2 separate regions of the Pan troglodytes genome follow, and region 1 is linked to region 2. A link is a contact called in public HiChIP or PLAC-seq data. All regions are on one chromosome and are shown on one strand. The core of a region is the stretch at or near the end of the contact, and the rest is flanking DNA. Distances in the headings are between cores, read along the strand shown. Region 1 holds the start of ZNF622 (zinc finger protein 622). Region 2 holds the start of MARCHF11 (membrane associated ring-CH-type finger 11).

Region 1 (5,919 bases), core at 55-2,554, 290 kb after region 2:
CTCCATCCGGGTCCTCTTCCTCCTCCTCGCTGTCCTCCTGCTGCTTTGCCAACTTCTTCGCCTGCTGTTCAAACCACTGGAGCCGGGGTGGTTTCTCACTCGGGTCTCGGTCGCGGGTCCCACGGCCACCAGTACCCACGGCCACGACATTCCTGGCCTCCTTTGCAGGCGCTGGGGGCGCCTTCTTGGGAGACATGGACGGCTGGGCCTTGATGGCCTGCTGGATGGCCGCGTTCATGGCATCCTTGTCCACACTGTCCACGCCCAGTCCTTTCTCCAAGTTCTTTTCATTCATCATCTCCACTTTCCGATTCACTGCCTGCACGGCCTTCTTCTCCAGCTCAACGTGACGCCGGGACTTGAGGTGGTTCTCGTAGGCGTTGAAAGAGGCAAACTTCTTACTGCAAACGGTGCAGTAGGTGGCCGAGCCCTTGCTCTCCTCCTCCGCGACGGCCCGCTGCGCCCGCACTCGCTCCTGGAAGCCCTCGGCGGTCACTGGGGCCATGCTGGCCACCTTCCGCCGCAGGTTGTAGCGGTGCCAGTCCGTCTTATAGTGGGCCCGCTGCATGTCCGCGTCGCGGAACGCCACCCGGCATGTTATGCAGGTGTACGTCGCCATTGCCAGGCGAGAAATAAGAGCTGACCAAGCCAAACACCTGGTGATCAGCGCCCTGGCCCCACAAGACCCTCAGACCTTAACCCGCCTCAGCAGCCAGGAAAAGCCACTCGACACGCCGACTTCCTGATTGTCACTGAGGAAACTTCCGGCACACGTCGGAAGTTATTCACAACTGGACAGGAAACCCGCCTCTCAGGCTGTGGCCACGCCTCCGCCGCCGTGAGGCCCAGGAAGCCGAGGGAACGCTGTGGCTGAACGGGACCTGGGTCCGCTCAGTCAGCCCGAGGTGGCTGTTGATTGAGGGAGGTCGCGCCCTCCCAGTTACCTTCCCTGGTGGTTGTGCCACTCGGTGTGACGCGGTCAAGGGGACGGCTACGCGAGAATGGGGGAGTGGGGCGCCCGAGGCTGCTCCTGGGCCCTGGGAAGCCCCCGATTAATGAATGGTCGGGTCAGCGACGCGAGGGTCGGGGTTTCTCTGAGGACCGCGCGCTGCACCTGCGGAGCCGGGTGAATGGATGTCGCGAAGGCAAGGGCTGCCCTTACCCCTCGGGGCCGACCTCGGAGCCCTCGCCCGTGGTTGCAACGCTTTCCCGGGAAACCGGAGAAGCCAGGCCGGGGGCTCGGCCTTTCTGAGGCGGCCCTTCCGGCGGAGGACACCGGCGGAATTTGAGTGCACAAGAGTGCGCGAGAGGAGCTCCCTGTAGACACACAGTCCAAGGCACGTAGGTAATTCTAATAGCAGCCACATTTTTAAAGAGTAAAGAGAAATCGGTGAAACTGCTTTTAATGTGTTTAATTTAGCCCATCCTGTCATTTCAGGATGTAATCAGTCTAAAAGAACTAATTAGATCTTTTACGCTCTGTCGTTGGTTCTAAGTCTTGGAAATCCAGTGTGTGTTTTAGAGTTAACAGCCTATCTCAATTTGGACTAGACCCGTGCCAGGTGCCCAGTTGGCTGTGTACCCTCATGTATATAGGACAGCAAAGTTCTGTAGAAAAGAACTTCAGGCCAGGCGCGGTGGCTCACGCCCGTAATCCCAGCACTTTGCGAGGCCGAGGCGGGCGGATCATCTGAGGTCAGGGGTTCAAGACCAGCCTGGCCAACATGGCGAAACCCAGTCTCTGCTAAAAAATACAAAAATTAGTCCCGGCGCAGTGGCGCAGACCTGTAATCCCAGCTACTTGGGAGGTTGAGGCAGGAGAATCGCTTGAACCCGGGAGGCGGAGGTTGTGGTGAGCCGAGATCGCGCCACTGCACTCCAGCCTGGGCAACAGAGCAAGATTCCATCTCAAAAGAAAAAGAAAACATGAACTTCAAATGCTTGGGGAGGTCGTAGATTTCATCCACACAGCCTGGTTGAACCAGAGTCAGCCTTGTTAGAGTCGAATGTTGCATGCTCGGAATCCAGGCTGCCAAGAGAAAACCAAAAGAAGATGGCGCTTTAAAAAACCTTCCAGTGCCTTCCCTTGACTCAATCAAATTCAGACACCTTACTTTTTATTCTGCGAGGCTCTACCCCTCCCTCTGATGTCCTGCCACACCCCCTTCTCTACCCTGCTCACCCTACTTGAGTCGCAATGACACATTTGATGTTCTTCTAACAAGCACTTTAGTTGATACTAAGTCAGAAATCCATTACTCTTCTGCTTGGAACATCCTTTTGCTGGCTTGCTTCCTTATTTTTTGGATCTCTGCCCAAATGCCTTTGTAAGAGAGGCTTATCCAAATCCACTTACCAAAAATAGTGCCTACCTTCCTAAGTCCTTACCAGGCATAACTTTTCTCCAGTACTGTATTAGTTATCTACTACTCTGTATTAAATTACCCCCAAATTTAGCATCAAGCTTTATTTCAGTTTCTGTATGTCAGGTATTTGAGTGACTCAGCTGGGTGGTTCTGACTAAGATCTCCTAAGAGGTTGCAGTGAACATGCTGTCCAGGGCTAAAATCATCTGAAAATCTGACTGTATTTGACTGTGGCTGGAGAGTCTCCCTTAAAGATGGTTCATTTACATAGCTGATAGCAAGAGGTTTTGGTTCCTTGACAAGTAGGCCTCTCCATAGGGCTGCTTGAGTGCAGCAGAGAGCCACATGAAATTCATAGACCTAGCATTGGAAGTCACACAGTCGTTTCCACAATGTGTTGTTACTTTTGCAGGTCAGCCCTATTTAATGTGAGAAGGGTTAACATAAGGGCATGAATACCAGGAAGTGGGAAGTTGGGGGCAGGGTGGTTTTAGGGGATCATTGGGAGATCAGCTACCACTAGCATTTGTTGTCACTGATTTCCCAGGCTTAGCACTGGAAGTCCTGCATCCCAGGAAATCCCTCAATCCTGGGCAAACCAGGATGTCTAGTCACACTGCATGTTAGTCATCTGCGTCTAGATAGAACATAAGCTCCATGACAGCAAGCACTCCTTTGTTGTATACCCTAATGCTAGAACAGTGCCGGCAGATCAACTGTTCAGTATTTGTTAAACGAATCTTTTGCAGTGCAAAAGTTAAGTCAGATGGTGATTTTTATTTCTGAAAACTTATTTTGAGATTATCAGTATCTTTTAAAATAGCTGAGCCATCTGGATACTCACTTTGAGAAATGTAGCTAGTATTAGTTGTTAACTGGAATAAGCAAAGCAGAGTATATTTTCAAGCTTTCCTAAAAAGTAAAGCAGAAGATGGCTATAAAAGTAAAGAACTTCTGGTTTTACTTTTGCCTATTATCATTCTTATATGGCTCTTCCAGCATCTGTTCTTCAGGTCACTATTTCCTCCCTGCCTCCTCTAATCTATTTTCATGTTCCTCCTATTTCAGCATCATTGAACTCTCCAGTTTCTTTACTTTTCTTCTTTAAAGGGGTGTTGTTTCCTCCGCCATACTAATTTTCCAATGTACTGTTCTTCTGCAGTCTCCAAGATAACCTTACTCTTTCCCCGTACCCCCCTCTACAGTAAATACAGGTAATCAGTAATTTTCCTGTAGTATTTTTTTCATATGTCACTTTTTCTGTTCAAGAATAGTTGTCTGATGCCCATAAGATAAAGTTTAAATTCCATTTGTATCTTTCCTTTCCTGGCTTTCGTATCTCCCATAGTCTCTCCCACATGCTACGTATTTTTTGTAATATTCTACTGGTTCTAAATTAAGGCATTCCTACCCTCACGAAGTTTGTTTTTTTTTTTTTTTTTTTTTTACTTCTTAGGGATGATAAAAAAATATTTACAGTTAAATAGCTGGATCTAGTACAATGAAATATAAAGAAAGGGCTAATGAGTATTTAGGATAGAGAAATCTCATGCCATTAGAGAGATCAGAAAAGTTTTCATTAAGGAGTAGACATTTCAGATGGGTCCTAAAGGAGAAGACTGAGGACTCTGCAAGTGGAAAGGGAGGTGGAACAGGTTGAAGAAATACTGTGGAGGGAGGAAAATCAAGGACATATTTAAGAAGAGTGTGTCTATGTTGGATGAAGCTTAGGATACAAACAAGGGAAAATGAGACTAGAGAGAGCCACGATATCATTGGCAAAAGACTTGGATTGTTGTGTTTACTGTTCATGCTTCATTTGATGGAGAGTCACAAAATGTTTCAGCTTGTATGGCACCAGGAATAGAAGTGGGCCTTGAGTAAATCCAGCAGCAGTATCTGGAACTAATTGGAGGAAAAAAAAAAGAGTAGGTCTACAGCCAATACCTCCTTGGTAAATGCAAGGGACTGTTGAGTAAAATCTCTGCAGCACATCCTCAGCACTCTTAATGTGTCTAACCTCTGCTGACAGTACTGCTATCAAAAAAAATTACGAAATTGATCACTCTGAAGAATTTAAACTAAGATCACTGATATAGTTTGGATGTTGTCCCCACTTATATCTCAGGTCAAAATGTAATCCCAGTGTTGGAAGCAGGGCCTGGTGGGAGTGATTGGATCATGGGTGTGAATTTCTCAGCACCATCCCCTTGGTGCTGTTCCAGCGACAGTGAGTTCTCTCAAGGTGTGGTTGTTTAAAAGTGTGTATCACCTCCCGCCTTGCTCTCTCTTGCCTCTGATTTTGGCATGTGAACTGCCTGCGCCCACTTTGCCTTCTGCCTTGAGTAAAAGCTCCCTGAGGTCTCTCCAGAAGCAGAGGCCACCATGCTTCTGTACAGCCTGCAGAACCCTGAACCAATTAAATCTCATATAAATTACCCAGTCTCAGGTATTTCTTTATAGCAATGTGAGGATGGACTAATACAACCATCTATGACAAAGAAAATTAATTTGAAAGTATTGAAAATTAGAATTCCTTCTGTATGTCATGACATAGCCCTTAAAATAGTTCACGTAATTCTTAAACTACTAGAGTTATGGTGCACACTGTAACAGTGACAGTACACACAGTAACATGGTTCTTGTTTCAGTCTTGGAAGACTTTGGGATATTCATCCTTGATAATTACATAATTTAAAATAAAAGCTAATAAAGTTGCCTTCAAGTCATTTTGTATGCTGATCACAATATTCTCTGTGACAAGTTTACTGCTGTTCACATTCCTATATCGCAGTGGCACCTTGGTTTTTAAAAGGAAGGCTATGAAGGGGATTGGGTTGGTTGAGGGTAACCTTTGGTGGGGGTAACAAATACTGAAATATAAAAATTAATGTACACTTATCACATGGTTTACAGTTTCTGTGAATTCTGTGTTTATGAAAACGTTAAGTCCTGTGAGAGATTTTCAATCCCCAATTGTTTTGGCTGTCTACATATGCAAAGTCTTGTCTTAATTTAATAAGGAATTGAAATTTACAGCAAAGCCTGTTTACACAGCATTTAAAACAGTATAGATCAACTGGTTTCTGCAGTCTTTGAAAAAAGAAAAAAACTAAAATAAAATCAGTATTTAATACTTAGTGAAATTCTGTTAAACTATTTAAAATTATGATCGCTGTTAATGTATCAAAAAGCAAAACCAATATACTAGTATGATACATTAGAAAGAGAATAGGCTTTGGGGTCAGGCTGGCTTTTTCCCTGACTAGCTATGTGACCTTGGACAATTTATCTACCCTGTTCTTTGGCAAAATGTTCTTAATACCACTTAACTGTAGAGTCATGAGGGTTAAACAGGATCCTGTTTTCTATGTCTTAGACCAAGAGTTTGCACACTTTTCCTGTAAAGGGCCAGAAAGTAAATATGCTTTGTAGGCCTGGGTTCTCTGTCACAGCTAATCAGCTTCATTGTTATAGCATAAAAGCAGCCATAGACAATACATAAACAAATGAGCATAGCTGTGTTCTAATTAAACATTATTCACAGATGCTG
Region 2 (6,693 bases), core at 2,956-5,455:
TCATGAAGATTAAATATCAGTATCCATATATATAAAGCATTTAGAACAGTGCGTGGCAAAGTATTTGTGAATATTAATATTTGTTCTCTGTTCTGTTCTACATCCAAGAAACCACCTATTCACAAGGGATTGGCCTCACACAGATACATGTGTATCTGACGTAGTCCTGGAAAGTTATTTCATCTCCAGCATGTTCTGAGCTATCATCATCACATTCATATCAACTTTGTTTCTACATATGATTTTGTAGGTCACTACAACAATCAGATCAGGTTACAGATAATGGTAGTATTTACAGATGTCATAATAAAATTAATCCTAAATATGCTAGTAGTACCAGATTAGTTTTTAGGTTTTAGTTCTTTTTGGGGAAAAGGAAAATCATATGCACAGTTTGGGAGTTACTTTTAAAAAATAACTATTGAATCTTTTTTAAACGAAGCAAGAGACAGTAGTAACCAATTCTTTTTGCTATAGGATTAAAATTAGTAAATAGTATTTTTTTTTGCCCCAGCTCTTGATCTCCTATTTTAAAATGTCCATCAAGTACTTATCTGTATTTACTTCAAAATTAATCATCCCAAATGAATTGACATATAGTTGCCATAAGTTCAAGCTCTTGAAATAGTCTTCTGTTTCAGCCAATGAGTGTCTGACCATAGCTCTTCTCATGGAACTTTCCTCTAGAGCCCAAAACTCTCTCATTTCTTATTTTCCCACATACTTCTATTGATAAAACTGTTGTAGATCCAATTATACTACCTATATGCTAGTCTTTGAAAATGGTTTCATCTGTTTTTCAAGACAACTATGATGGATTCATAAATTGATACCCAAGTAGTTCAATCAGAGGTTCTTGGAAAAGGTGTCAGGTTTGTGCCTGTCTTCAGCATGATAATATCACTCATCCCCATTATTTATGCTTTCTCTTTCCAATTATTCACAAGCCCTAGGTCAGCTTGAGAAATACATATTTTCATTTTGTGGTTGCTAATCATGCATTAAATGGAGACTATCAGAGATGCAAATTAATTGCAAACTATATAAAAGATACAAAAATTTTAAACTATGAAATTTAAATTATGAATGCACTAGTAATTCAGCTTCCAGGTTCCTTCTGCAAACACTGGTAGTTCCACCTATATTACATTGCTGAATAAAAACCAAATTGGGTGATTTAGATAGCAACAAGGAACACGAGAATTTATTACTTTTCCCCCTCCCAACTTTGCAATTCCCTATTCTTTTTATTTCTATTACTCCTTTGTCTCTGTTTTGAACCCTATTCTTTTATGTCTACTTAACTTCAGCCTACCAGATAACATTAATTACACATTATTCTGCTTTTCCTTAAGATGTCATTCTTAATATTTTATATTCTACCTGTCTGTTCAAAGAACCTGAATCTGTTTCACGATAAATTTTAGGCCTATTTTCCAGGGCATTTGTAGATTTATGTGTATTATGTTATTATGTGATTATACACAAAAAGTTTAAGAATATGTAAGAATACTAGTTCAGTAGTATTATTGAGAGTAACTGTTGGGAATACTTCTGCATCCACTATGTAGTTGAACACAGCAAAGAAGAAAATCAGCCAAAATTTAACTGCGAAAGAACATCACATGACAAAGAAAGCCTGGTTAAATGGAAATAACATTCAGATTAGAACTAATAGGTTCAACCAAAGTTTTCATACCAGTGAAGTTTTGTTTTACTTGTATCTGTTCTCCATAAATGGAGCCCATTAGAGCTTAATTGCTTAAGTTAACAAAATATTAATAAAATCAATTGTGTAACATTTCTAATGAATAAAATTGATTTAAGTGTGGTACAAGTCATTTTACCAACTTGCCTTTTTAGAAAAAAGACTGGTATCATTTTATCAATAAGTAAAAAATTCATAAAGGAAACCATTCGATTAAAATGTCTTTTGAGTTTCTCAGATAAAATGTCATGGCTTTCTCAAAAACATATGTTTACAAATTCTAAATCTTGGTTTTAGTGTAATTTTCACAAAATGTTTTTAAGTAGCATAAGTAAATATCCTTAGTAATAACTAAGCTTAAGTGCATTCATGTTAACAAAATTATTTCAGGAAAAATAAATGTTGAAACTGCTTACCTGGCAAGGTTGTTTCATTTTAATGGCTATAACATGGTATCTATAACAGCAAAGTTCACAGGTCCAGGAACCTCTCTCACTGATCCACTTTAGCAGGCACAGCTGATGTGTATACCGAACTGACCCATCACATCGGCAGGGGTTCAACAACTCACCCTAAAAAGAAAACAGCTCAGTGTGAATATTTGTGTCTGTGTCTCTATTTTAAAAACCTAATGCTTCCTTTCTTTTCTTCCAAAGCCATTTACTCAGGATACAGCATCAGGCTCTATCCTAGGAAATGAAATTAAAATTTTATACCTCTCATGGGAATGAAACTAAGTCTTAAAACTATTTCAAAGATATTGCTTAGAGTTATGACATAAATGTTCTACCAACATACAAAATGTCTGCAAGATATAGCTCCCAATACCCGTGGGGGCAAGCTGTACTATTAAATCTCTTTAATAACTTTTAAGTGGATGGTCAGATGCATTTCCTCTGCAGTTATTCTTAATCATTGCTAAAGAAGAAATGCATGGCATCCCAGAAAGCGGCATTATGCTTTTTTTTCTAAATGTAGCATCATAAATATTGACTTAGGGCACTATATTCCTGAAAGCTTGTATATTCTTATGCTATTTCCTTACGTTTAAAAACATTACACCTAATCTTTTCTCAGACCACACATTTGTAAGGGACATATGCTATCATTTCCTCTGCATGATTACTCTCATATAAGTTTGCATGCACCTACAATGGTGTTTATAATTTTAGAATTGTGTTGCTGACAAAATATAAATTGTTGGCATAATAGCCTTTCTTTCAAAGTCCATTCCTATTTCTCTTGTATCACATGCTTTTCACATCCGTGAGATTAAGTCACCCAAATTTGCAGTAAGGAAAGACTCTGCCCTTTCTGGTTGTGATATGACATCTGTCTCAAGATACATCTGTAGAAAACGGACTTCACCTTACATCTGACAGGTTTGCTTCTAAGCATAAACCAAAATCCATCGAATAATTCACAAAAGCCGCTTTTGGCATTATCACTAAAGCACCTGAGGAACATGTAGCTCCTAAGCCAGGAAGGAAAAAGAAAGTGTAGATGAAATTAAACCCAGTATTCACCACTGGGACATTTTTATTTGCCTTCACGGGAAGGGAAAGGGGAAGGCATATTGGAGCCAGCGCTCACAGGGCAGAACCAGAGGAGCCTCACTGGAGGCAAACTGGGAGGTATGCGTGCGCTGTCCGTGGTGCTGAAAGCTTGACCGGCGCGAGCTGGAGCCGCCACCGGCTGCCTCGGGGTCTCGCCGGGCCTTACCTGCTCCGCGCCCTGGAAGCAGATCTTGCAGATGGGCTGGTGGTGCCGGTGCTGGTGCCCAGCGCGCTGGTCGCCGCCGCCACTGCTGCTGCTGCGGCTGCTGCACACCGAGCGCGTCTCGGGCTGGTCTCCGGCGCCCCGCCGCTCGCCCTCGCCGCCCGCGCCGGCCTCAGACTCCCCGGGGCCGCCTTTCGCTGCTGCCGCCGCCGGGAGGCGCCTCGGACCTTCCCCGGAGTCGCCGGCCGCCGCCACTTCCTGGCCGGCGGGCTGCAGGGGCAGCGGCGGAGGCGGCAGCTCGTCCGCTCCCCTGCACCGCGGGGCCACCTCCCCTAGCGGCTCGCTTGGCCCCGCGGCGCGCTCGGGGGTCTCGGGGGACGCGGGCAGCGGCGGCAGGTAGCGCGGGGCCGCGGGGACCGGGGCCGGCTCTCCCGGCGGCGGCGGCGGCGGCGGCGGCGGCGGCGGCGGCGGGGGAGGTTGCGGGGGAGGCTCGGCGTCCCCGCTCTCCGCCCCGCGACACCGACTACCGCCGTGGCCGCCCTCAAAGCTCATGGTTGTGCCGCCGCCGCCCTCCTGCCGGCCCGGCTGGCGGGCCGGGCTCTGGCTGCAGGGAAAGAGAGCGCGGAGGGGCGGGAGGGAGAGGGGAAAAAGAGGGAGGGGGCCCGGGCGCCTGGGGCTAGGGGGCGGGACGGGGAGGGGATGCGGAAGGTTCAGCAGCTGCGGCGGCGGCAGGCGCGGCCGTTCGGTGGAGCCGCCGGCTCGGCTCTGATGGAGGCGGCGCCGAATTCGGCTGCGCGTGAGAGCCGCGCCGCGGAAAGGGGGGGCCGGAGAAGCGAGGGGGCGGGAGGGAGGAGCGGTGCGGCGGGGGTGAGGGGGCGCGGGCGCGGGCGCGGGCGCGGGGTGGGTTGGGGGCGCGGATCAGCGGGACGGAGCTCGGGGTTCGGCTCCGAGCGGGCGGGCTGGAAGTGGGGGATCCCTCAGCCGCCTCCACGGGCCGGCCCCGCGCTCACGTCGGTTCCGGGGCGGATGACCCCTCTCCAAACGGCGCAGCGCTGCGGCTCTCGTGAGCTGGGAAGTAGGGGGCAGGGGAGAGGCCGCGGGTCCAGAAACCGTTACTGGATGGGCCGGTGGGATGTGGCGTGGGCCGGGTGGGGCGCGACAGTCTGAGCCGAGACCCGCGTGGGCTTAGGGGTGCGCGAGGCGGGTGCCCTGGGCGCGCCCGAACTGGCTGAGCAGTGGAGCGGGAAAGGGCGCGGGACCCGGGACTGTAACCGCCACTTCCCGGCCCTCGCTCCCCGCGCTTGGAGCCCTCAAGGGCCTTCTCAGGGATCCCCGAGAGCCTTAAAACAGAAGTCTCTGGAACCTGTGTCCTCTCCCTGTCTGTCCCGCCCTCGAATCCCTGTGTCCTCCTCACCCGCTCCCTCCTGCAGTGAGCATCCCGGGTTGTTGGTAAAGATCTTGGTGCCTGGAAGGTCAGAGCTTCGTCTCCTGAAATGGTTTATGCCCTGGCGCCACGTTCTGTGGCTTATAATCACTTTCGTCCTCGCCGCATGAGGAAGCAAATGACACCGCCCCTTACCCTGGAAAAGTGGCTGCAGCCTTCCCCGGATCTTAGTTTTACTCACCCCGAAGTCAATTTCTCGGTAACTCCACCCTGCAAAACCTCTGTGGGACTCATCTTCAGGGCAGAGCTAACAGTTTTCTTTCCGGGAAAAAAAAAAAATCCCTCACCTGCAGGGAACTAGGCTGAGAATCGTGCACATGCAGTAGTTTCCAAATCCGTGCAGTGTGAGATCATAAAGCACCGGATTTATATGCGGCAGTGTGTCTATCCGAATTTTCACTGATGTGACGCTTTCAGTCTTTGACACAAAGACACAGAGCAGTCATTTTTGGCAGCGTTTCATAGCCGAAGACCCGGGATCAGAAAGGCAAAATAACTTGTTCAAGGTTATAGAACTATTAACAAAGAACTTCTGTGTTCCCTGACCAGATTTTCTGGTTCAAATGCCAATAATTTTTTCTTCCAATCCTTTCTTCTGCCTCCTAAAATAGTATTGTAGTACATTGTGTGTTTGGCGCCATTGATTCCCATTAATAGTTAGATACTCTGTAATGGCTGAGATAAACTACTAGCTTAAGTTCATTTTTCCATTTCACGTTTTGGCAGTAAGAAGTATATTTGATTCTTAAAGAAGACCTACCTCTTTTGACAGAAATTGGTTTCATTTGCCAGAGAGAGAAGGTAGTGAAAAATAATTCAAGAATGTTTTGTCACAAATGTTCTCTGATGAACTAGTTTCCAGGAATGTCCTCTAACACTTAGCCCCTTCAGACTGGCTATTTTTGGTAGCAGAGTGGCAGGCAGCAAGCACATTTTTAAAACAATAATCTCCAGGAACTTACCACGTTGAAGAAATGTGGTTGTCGATATGCTTTCATTTTTGGTCTTCACCTGTCAGAATGACAATGCAAGTTTGTGTATTGCCACAGTCAAGATAATCATAAGCCTTATGATCATCATAAACCTTCTTCATAAGTTCTCGAGTTAAAGACTGTCTAGATTTGTACAGAATCCCCTAAATAATTCCATTTATGACTAGTAAATTTCTACCAGGTGTGATAAAGTGCATCGGTACTCGAAGGACAGCATAAAAGCTATGGGTTTTGTATAAACGGTGTAGAATAATTCAGACAGCGAAGCGGCATGGATAAAGGAGAAAAGGGCCACAAGGCTAGATGTGTCCTCTCAGTTAATTGTTTCTGAAAAATAAAAAAAAATACGTTTGCTTGCTAAATTGGGTAGCCACATAAGATTCCTTCCCAGTTTCAATGACCTCCAAAGCTGACCAGTCCCTGAAGGGAAACTTGCTCATGATCTTCAGTTAACCCAATGCATTTTCAATGGGTCCAGGAAAAACACCTTCTTTCTAACTGTGGCTACATCCTCTGTCATAAAATTATAAAATAATGAAATGCAGAAAGGATGAATTCCTCTCAGCTGCTGGCAACCAAGTGGAAGAGAGATGGAGACACAGACATCAGATAGAGCAGTGCGCCGGTGGCCACTGACAGCCATCAGTAGCAAGGTGCATCTGCCAACTGAAAATGAATGAGGGGAAATGCAGGTTTATCAAATTTGAGCAAATATTGAAAGGATGATCAAATCTTCATGATGCCAGTAAACCAGTTGTTCATTCATTTAGTTGTTTAAGCCAAAATCCTAAGTGTCATCCTTGACTTCACATCGTACGTTCAGTATACAA

Evidence for each region. HiChIP or PLAC-seq counts read pairs in DNA pulled down with a chosen protein or histone mark.
Region 1: a contact with region 2 is called in an H3K4me3 HiChIP or PLAC-seq map of stem cell-derived excitatory neurons, with 4 times the contacts expected there. The contact joins the promoter of ZNF622 here to the promoter of MARCHF11 in region 2. A contact is called at or near these places in 1 of 7 Hi-C or Micro-C datasets (stem cell-derived neural progenitor cells), 1 of 1 datasets of contacts at active chromatin or transcription factors (stem cell-derived excitatory neurons) and 1 of 1 other capture datasets (stem cell-derived neural stem cells).

Annotation. Positions count from the first base shown.
Region 1 is chr4:17,112,546-17,118,464 of NHGRI_mPanTro3-v2.0_pri, forward strand. ZNF622 (zinc finger protein 622) reads right to left here and starts at 1,305. Exons shown (of 6, transcript XM_003310632.6): 1 at 1-1,305. The coding sequence starts at 619.
Region 2 is chr4:16,819,193-16,825,885 of NHGRI_mPanTro3-v2.0_pri, forward strand. MARCHF11 (membrane associated ring-CH-type finger 11) reads right to left here and starts at 4,206. Exons shown (of 5, transcript XM_054684181.2): 1 at 3,431-4,206; 2 at 2,125-2,280. The coding sequence starts at 3,979. LOC750999 (a long non-coding RNA gene) reads left to right here and starts at 4,137. Exons shown (of 3, transcript XR_680046.5): 1 at 4,137-4,223; 2 at 4,858-5,070. LOC104006358 (a long non-coding RNA gene) reads right to left here. Exons shown (of 4, transcript XR_008547879.2): 3 at 5,834-5,882; 4 at 5,053-5,129.